2 separate regions of the Sus scrofa genome follow, and region 2 is linked to region 1. The links are chromatin contacts, called in public HiChIP or PLAC-seq maps. All regions are on one chromosome and are shown on one strand. The core of a region is the stretch at or near the end of the contact, and the rest is flanking DNA. Distances in the headings are between cores, read along the strand shown. Region 1 holds the start of ZCCHC3 (zinc finger CCHC domain-containing protein 3). Region 2 holds the start of BCL2L1 (BCL2 like 1).

What was found. HiChIP or PLAC-seq counts read pairs in DNA pulled down with a chosen protein or histone mark.
Region 2: an H3K27ac HiChIP or PLAC-seq map of alveolar macrophages shows a contact between it and region 1. The contact joins the promoter of BCL2L1 here to the promoter of ZCCHC3 in region 1. A contact is called at or near these places in 1 of 47 Hi-C or Micro-C datasets (embryonic fibroblasts) and 1 of 2 datasets of contacts at active chromatin or transcription factors (alveolar macrophages).

The regions. Positions count from the first base shown.
Region 1 is chr17:34,884,239-34,887,133 of Sscrofa11.1, forward strand. It overlaps ZCCHC3 (zinc finger CCHC domain-containing protein 3), which reads right to left and starts at 1,394. Exons shown (of 1, transcript XM_003134368.4): 1 at 1-1,394. The coding sequence starts at 1,250. The coding sequence ends at 42.
Region 2 is chr17:35,412,829-35,415,778 of Sscrofa11.1, forward strand. It overlaps BCL2L1 (BCL2 like 1), which reads right to left and starts at 1,255. Exons shown (of 2, transcript NM_214285.1): 1 at 649-1,255. The coding sequence starts at 1,212.

The DNA of each region.
Region 1 (2,895 bases), core at 144-2,643:
GTAAGCTGGCTCTGTGTTCACCTTGGCAGGCAGGCGGGTGTTCAGTGCCCGGCCACGCCGGTTAGCTGAGCTGCCACGGAATTGTGAACGGCTTTGGGACACTGGGCAAAGGCGTGTCCTCGCTTGCCACAGAGGTTGCAGACGATGCCCTTCCGGCAGTAAGGGCTCAGGTGCCCTTCCTCCCCGCACCTGAAGCACCTGTCCTGTGTGCAGCTGCCGCTCATGTGGGTCCGGGAACCACATTTAAAGCACGTCTTGGGCTGCCCTTTGTACCAACTGTAGCCCCTCTCGGCCCCCAGGAAGAAGGCTCCCGGCAGGTGCCTGACCCCGCCCTCCCCCTGGCGCAGCTCGATCTCGCACTTGTACTCCCCGGTCCAGATCCCAAACCTGTCGGTCACTTTCACTGGCACGGCCAGCACATCGCAGTGGCGCTTGAGCCAGGTCACGATGTCCTCCACGTCCACCGTCTCGTTCCGGAAGAGGATGAAGAGCGTCTTCAAGCTGGACTTGCTCCGCCCCAGCACCACAAAGTTCTCCCAGCAGTCCTCCTGCTCGCGCTTCTCCTCGTAGACGCGTAGGAACAGGGCCAGTTTCTCCGCGGAGCGGAAGCTCACGTCGAACTCGCGGCTGCCGGGAATCTGGATAACCGCGTAGATGTCGCTCGGGTCCATGCCGATGGAGCGCAGGATGAGCGCGCCCACTACGAAGTCCCGGGTCGGGCAAGCGCCTTCGTCTCCCTGGAAACAGATGCGCACGAGAAAGCGGCCCTTGCCCGGGCCCGCCCCGGGGCCCGTCGCCGCCGCCGTCTCGTCCTGGGGAGGCCGCTCGGCCGCGTCCTCGGCCGCGCCGGGCCTGCTCGGGCCCGCCATGGCCGCCACCTCGGCCTTCTTCCTCCTGCCTGCCTCGGCTGCGCCCTTCTTCTTGCGGGCGTCCGCCGCCTCGCCGGCCGGGTCCCTTCGGCGACCCTTCGGGTCCCCGCGGCCGGCCGGGGGGAAGTCGCCGAGGCCCGGCGCTGCCAGGCCCGCGGGGGCGCAAAGCCCGCCTCCTGCGCCGCCTTCTTCCTCCCGCCGCGGCGGCCGCGACTCGCGGAATTCGCCCTTCTTTTCGGCCAGGTTCTTCACGACCTGGGCCCAGCCCATCTTCTCGCGGCCGCCCTCAGCTTCCTCAGCCCTGGGCGCCGGGCGCCCGGGGGGCAGGAGCTGCGGCCGCCCCCTCTTCCTCTCCTCCTCCGCGCCGCCGCCGGTGGCCATTTTACCTCCTTCCCAGCATCCTCCACTCGCTCCCTCAGCCAAAGGGCGCCCATCGCGCGCGCCCGCCCGCCCGGGGCTGTGGGGGTTTGGGCTTTTTTTTTTTTTTGAAATTCGACGCTTCTCTCCCCCGCCCCGCCGAAGGTATTTACTTGCAGCGCTCAGTGGCCCCGCGAGCCGGGAACCCCCTGGTAACGGCCGGGCCGCGTTTCCGCCGGCGCTCGTTCCAACCCCACCTCCTCGGCATCGAAGCGGGATGGGGCGCTTGGAGCGCGTCCCTGCCCCTTGCGAGAGTTTGGCAGCCTTGGGTCTCGCTCTCGAGGATTTGGTATTTCGCAAGCGGTCCTCGATGATTTCATTCAAGCAGCTTTACAAACGGCCCACAGCCCGAAGGCGGGACGGGGTTGAGGAAGATTTCGCCCATTTTGTTTTCGTTTTTGTACCTTTTCTATTAAAAAAAAAAAAAAGACAAAAACAAAACTTAGCTCTCCCCTCCTCTCAAAGCAGGTCACACTGCATTATTTTTCCAACGTTGGATCATGGACATTTTCAAACATAGGAAGTTGAAAGAATTGTGCACTTTAACTTTTTAACTATTTTAACTTTCTGTCATTAAAGTTTTAATAGACCTTATCACACTACCTCTATCCCTCCTCACCTCCTGTTTTTTGATACATTTCCAAGTAAGTCAGACTGCCTTATTTTTAAAAAAGACTTCCATCATATTCATGATGACGATGACATTGAGCGCTGAAGTGTCCAGTAACTGTTCTAAGCACATTGCAAGCTTTATCACATGGAGTCTTCCAAAACAATCCCGTGAATACACCCGTTTTACCAGCGGCAGGGGCTTGGAGATTGGGATTAAATCACTTGGTCAAGGGGCAGAATTAATAGGCAGCCCCATGCCTAGGGGGGCTTCTACCTCTTTGCTTCTGACATTGTGGATCAAGGACTGTTTGGATTAGATTCTCCAGGAACCCCCGTCTAAAACAGGTTCCCTAACTGAAGTTAGCAGGGGACACAGTCTCTTATTTCTCCCTCATCTGTGTCAACTGGTGCTTCGGAAGCACTGATAAAATTTGGGTGGTTGAGGGGGTGAGATTAACAGCACCTTTCCTCATGTTGTTTTCTTTGCCATAGCTGCGCTTGCATTTCAGGGTGTTCCAGTGATCCTCTGGGTTTAGTGAAAGAAAAGGTGGATTGTGGAGTCAGGGACCCTGGTTTGAATCTGACTGCTTCAGAGCTCAGCTTTGTCGCATGGGGCCAATGACCTCAGTTTTCATAGCTTAATTTGCTCATCCATAACAAAAAGATATTAATATCTCCTCTCAGAGGACTAACATGGGGGTTCAGGAGATAACCTGGGTGGAAGAGCTTGGTCCACAATGGGTTTCCAGGAGAAGTTATTTTTCCTTTCTGCCTCTGTTGGATTCGTTCCTATTTCTCTTGCAGTTCTTAGGAGCCCCGTGCGTTGTTTTCTTAAGATCTTTCCCTTTACCCCAATTCCAGTATGAACTCAGGAAGCCAGCCTCTCCAACTCTTGTGCCGTGCGAATCTTCCAGTTCCCTCACTTTATAACCTCTGCCATGCTTTCCTCTATCCCCTCTCCTCCACCCATGTCCGTGCCCATTAACCAGAAACGTCA
Region 2 (2,950 bases), core at 5-2,504, 530 kb after region 1:
AAGAGCTCCACAAACAGTCCAATCATACCCAAAGTTGCACACTTCAGAGCCAATGAACATAGGGGTGTGGCACAAACACAACTGGCCCACTGGCACAGCTTACACCCTAAAAGTAGACAATCCTCAGCCATCTAAGCCAGTGGGAACTCCCTGCCTGGTCATGCCAACTCTGAAACACAGGGGACTCCATCTGGGGGAGGGAAGCCCAGGACAGGATTGACATCCCAGGGGGAGTAAGACTGAAGGGACTGGTGGGTCACTGATACCGTCTCCTGCAGGTGTTACCCTTAGCGAGGGGAGCCATTACGTCAGGGTCAGGGAAACACCGGACTAACCCGCCACCCGCAAAGGTTTGGGGCCCAATGAACACACAGGCTATGTTTTCCTCTGCAGAGAAATTGGACACAAGTCTGAAAGGGTAGGGTCATGGGGATGACCAGAACGAAGCTGTCTGGTCCTTGCAGAACTAGGTCATCTGTATTTCAGGACAGTTAGCGTCTTGTGCTGCAGTGAGGCCAGTCACATCTCCTTAACAAACAACATCTCCAATAATCACACAGCGCGACAGAAAGAGGTACAGAGGAAAGGCTGTTGGGGATCTGACCTGAGACCAAGGAACAGGGACACCACAAGGGGCGTGGTCCTTACCCAGCCGCCGTTCTCCTGGATCCAAGGCTCTAGGTGGTCATTCAGGTAAGTGGCCATCCAAGTTGCGATCCGACTCACCAATACCTGCATCTCCTTGTCTACGCTCTCCACGCACAGTGCCCCACCGAAGGAGAAAAAGGCCACAATGCGACCCCAGTTCACCCCATCCCGGAAGAGTTCGTTCACTACCTGCTCAAAGCTCTGATACGCTGTCCCTGGGGTGATGTGGAGCTGGGACGTCAGGTCACTGAATGCCCTCCGGTACCTCAGTTCAAACTCATCGCCCGCCTCCCTCAGCGCTTGCTTCACTGCAGCCATGGGGATCACCTCCCGGGCATCCAAGCTGCTGCTGTGGCCAGTGGCTCCATTCACCGCGGGGCTGTCCGCCAGGTGCCAGGATGGGTTGCCATTGATGGCACTAGGGGTTTCCGCTTCTGATTCAGTCCCTTCTGGGGCCTCAGTTCTGTTCTCTTCCACATCAGTAAACTGACTCCAGCTGTATCCTTTCTGGGAAAGCTTGTAGGAGAGAAAGTCAACCACCAGCTCCCGGTTGCTCTGAGACATTTTTATAATAGGGATGGGCTCCACCAGTCCATTGTCCAAAACACCTGCTCACTCACTGAGTCTGGTCTCTGCTTAGTGGTTCTCTTCTGAGATCCAAAGCCAAGATAAGGTTCTGAAGGGAGAGAAAGAGCTTCAGAAAAAAAAAAAAAAAAAAATTAACATGCATGCCATTTACCCTGCAACATCCATTCCCCCTCCAGGTACCAGAATGGGGTCTTTTGTGGCTCTTAGGAAGGTCTGGGTCTGGCTTCCAAGGGACTTCAATAAAGTCAAATTGAAAGCACCAGTGGGCTCTGAATCATCACACCGGCCTTTAAGCCTCAGCCACCCCCTTTTCTCCGAAATGTCTTCCTCGGAAAGTCACCCCCATGGGCAGTCTGTCCCCCACCCCCCACCCCCGCACCACCTACATTCAAATCCGTCTCAGGCGACCGGCAGGCAGGTGCAGCCCCCGGAAGATCTTTTGTATCAGAGGTCGGGAGAGGAGGTGGCAGCCGGGATGCCGGTAACTCAGCCGGCCTCGCGGCGGCTGGCAAAAAAAGCAGCTCCGGCTGGAGGGATCATGCGACCCGGCAGACTGAGAGCCCAGAAGGCGATACAGGAATTACGAAGCTCAGGAACCGGCCCCCTCGCCTGCTTCCTCCTCCATCGCCCAGATCGAGGGCGGCCGCTTCAGCAGCCGCGGCCCGGGAGCCCAGCCCCCTTGCTCTTGCACGCCCCTTGGCTCTCCGCCTCCTACTGGGAGCCAGGAGAACTCTCCCGGAGGTGGCTGGTGTGAGATTTAGTTTTTGTTTTTCTTCTATTTAAGTACCAGCCCAGGGTGAGGTTTACTGAAACCCTAAAGGGACTTCTCAATGGGGCTCAAGGTTTCGATGAGGGACGGAGGGAGGGGGAAACTGCCTCGTATCTGCGGTCTGACTTCGGAAAGGCCATCCCCGGGCCTTTCAGGGAGGCGGAAAGCCGGGGACCCCCCAGAAACGCTGCTGGCTTTCTCTGAATTCCCCAAAGGCCCTGGTCGTGGCGGTGGGGGGCTGCCGGGTCCTCCATTCCCCGCACGGACACAATGGCCGCCGGCGCCCGGCACAAAGACTGGGCGAGGGTGAGGCGCCGGGCCTCTCCTCGGGTCAGGGAGAATGGGCGAGGCCTCCTCGAGGCCCCCCCACAGCTGAAACCACGTTCTCCTGTGGACAGGCCCAGGGTGGCTTCCTCGCGCCCTGGCGAGGGTTTAGAGGCAGGGGTCTGCACCTCTCCCGAGCCCAGGGTGGGTGGGCTGCGGACTCGCGGCTCCCTCCGCGCGCTAGGCCGGGTACCCGCCCGGCCACCGCCCCGTTGCTAGGCAACCGCTCTCCCTCTGGGGCGCCCCCTAGACCTTTCTGGGAGGAGGGGTCTCGCCCCCGGCGGCCCGCCCCAGCGCGGCCAATCAGCGAGCCCAGGTGGCACGGAAGCAGGACGGCGAGGGCTCCCATTGGGCGCAGCGCCTGCCACGCACAGGGGAGGCGGCGCTCTCACCTGCGAGCCCCGCGAGCCATGGGGGGCCACATCCCCCATTCATCGGCCAGGTAGTTTCCAGACGCGACCGCTCTTCGCGGCAGAGTTCTGCGCCGCGGACCTGGGCCGGCCTACCTGGCTGGTGGCTCGCGCTGTCTCTTCCGAACGAGCCGGCCTCAGTTTCCCCTGAAGAGACCGGGGGAACTTGCAACCTCAGTCACTTCCGGTGCCGCGGCAGCGCGCGCGAGCC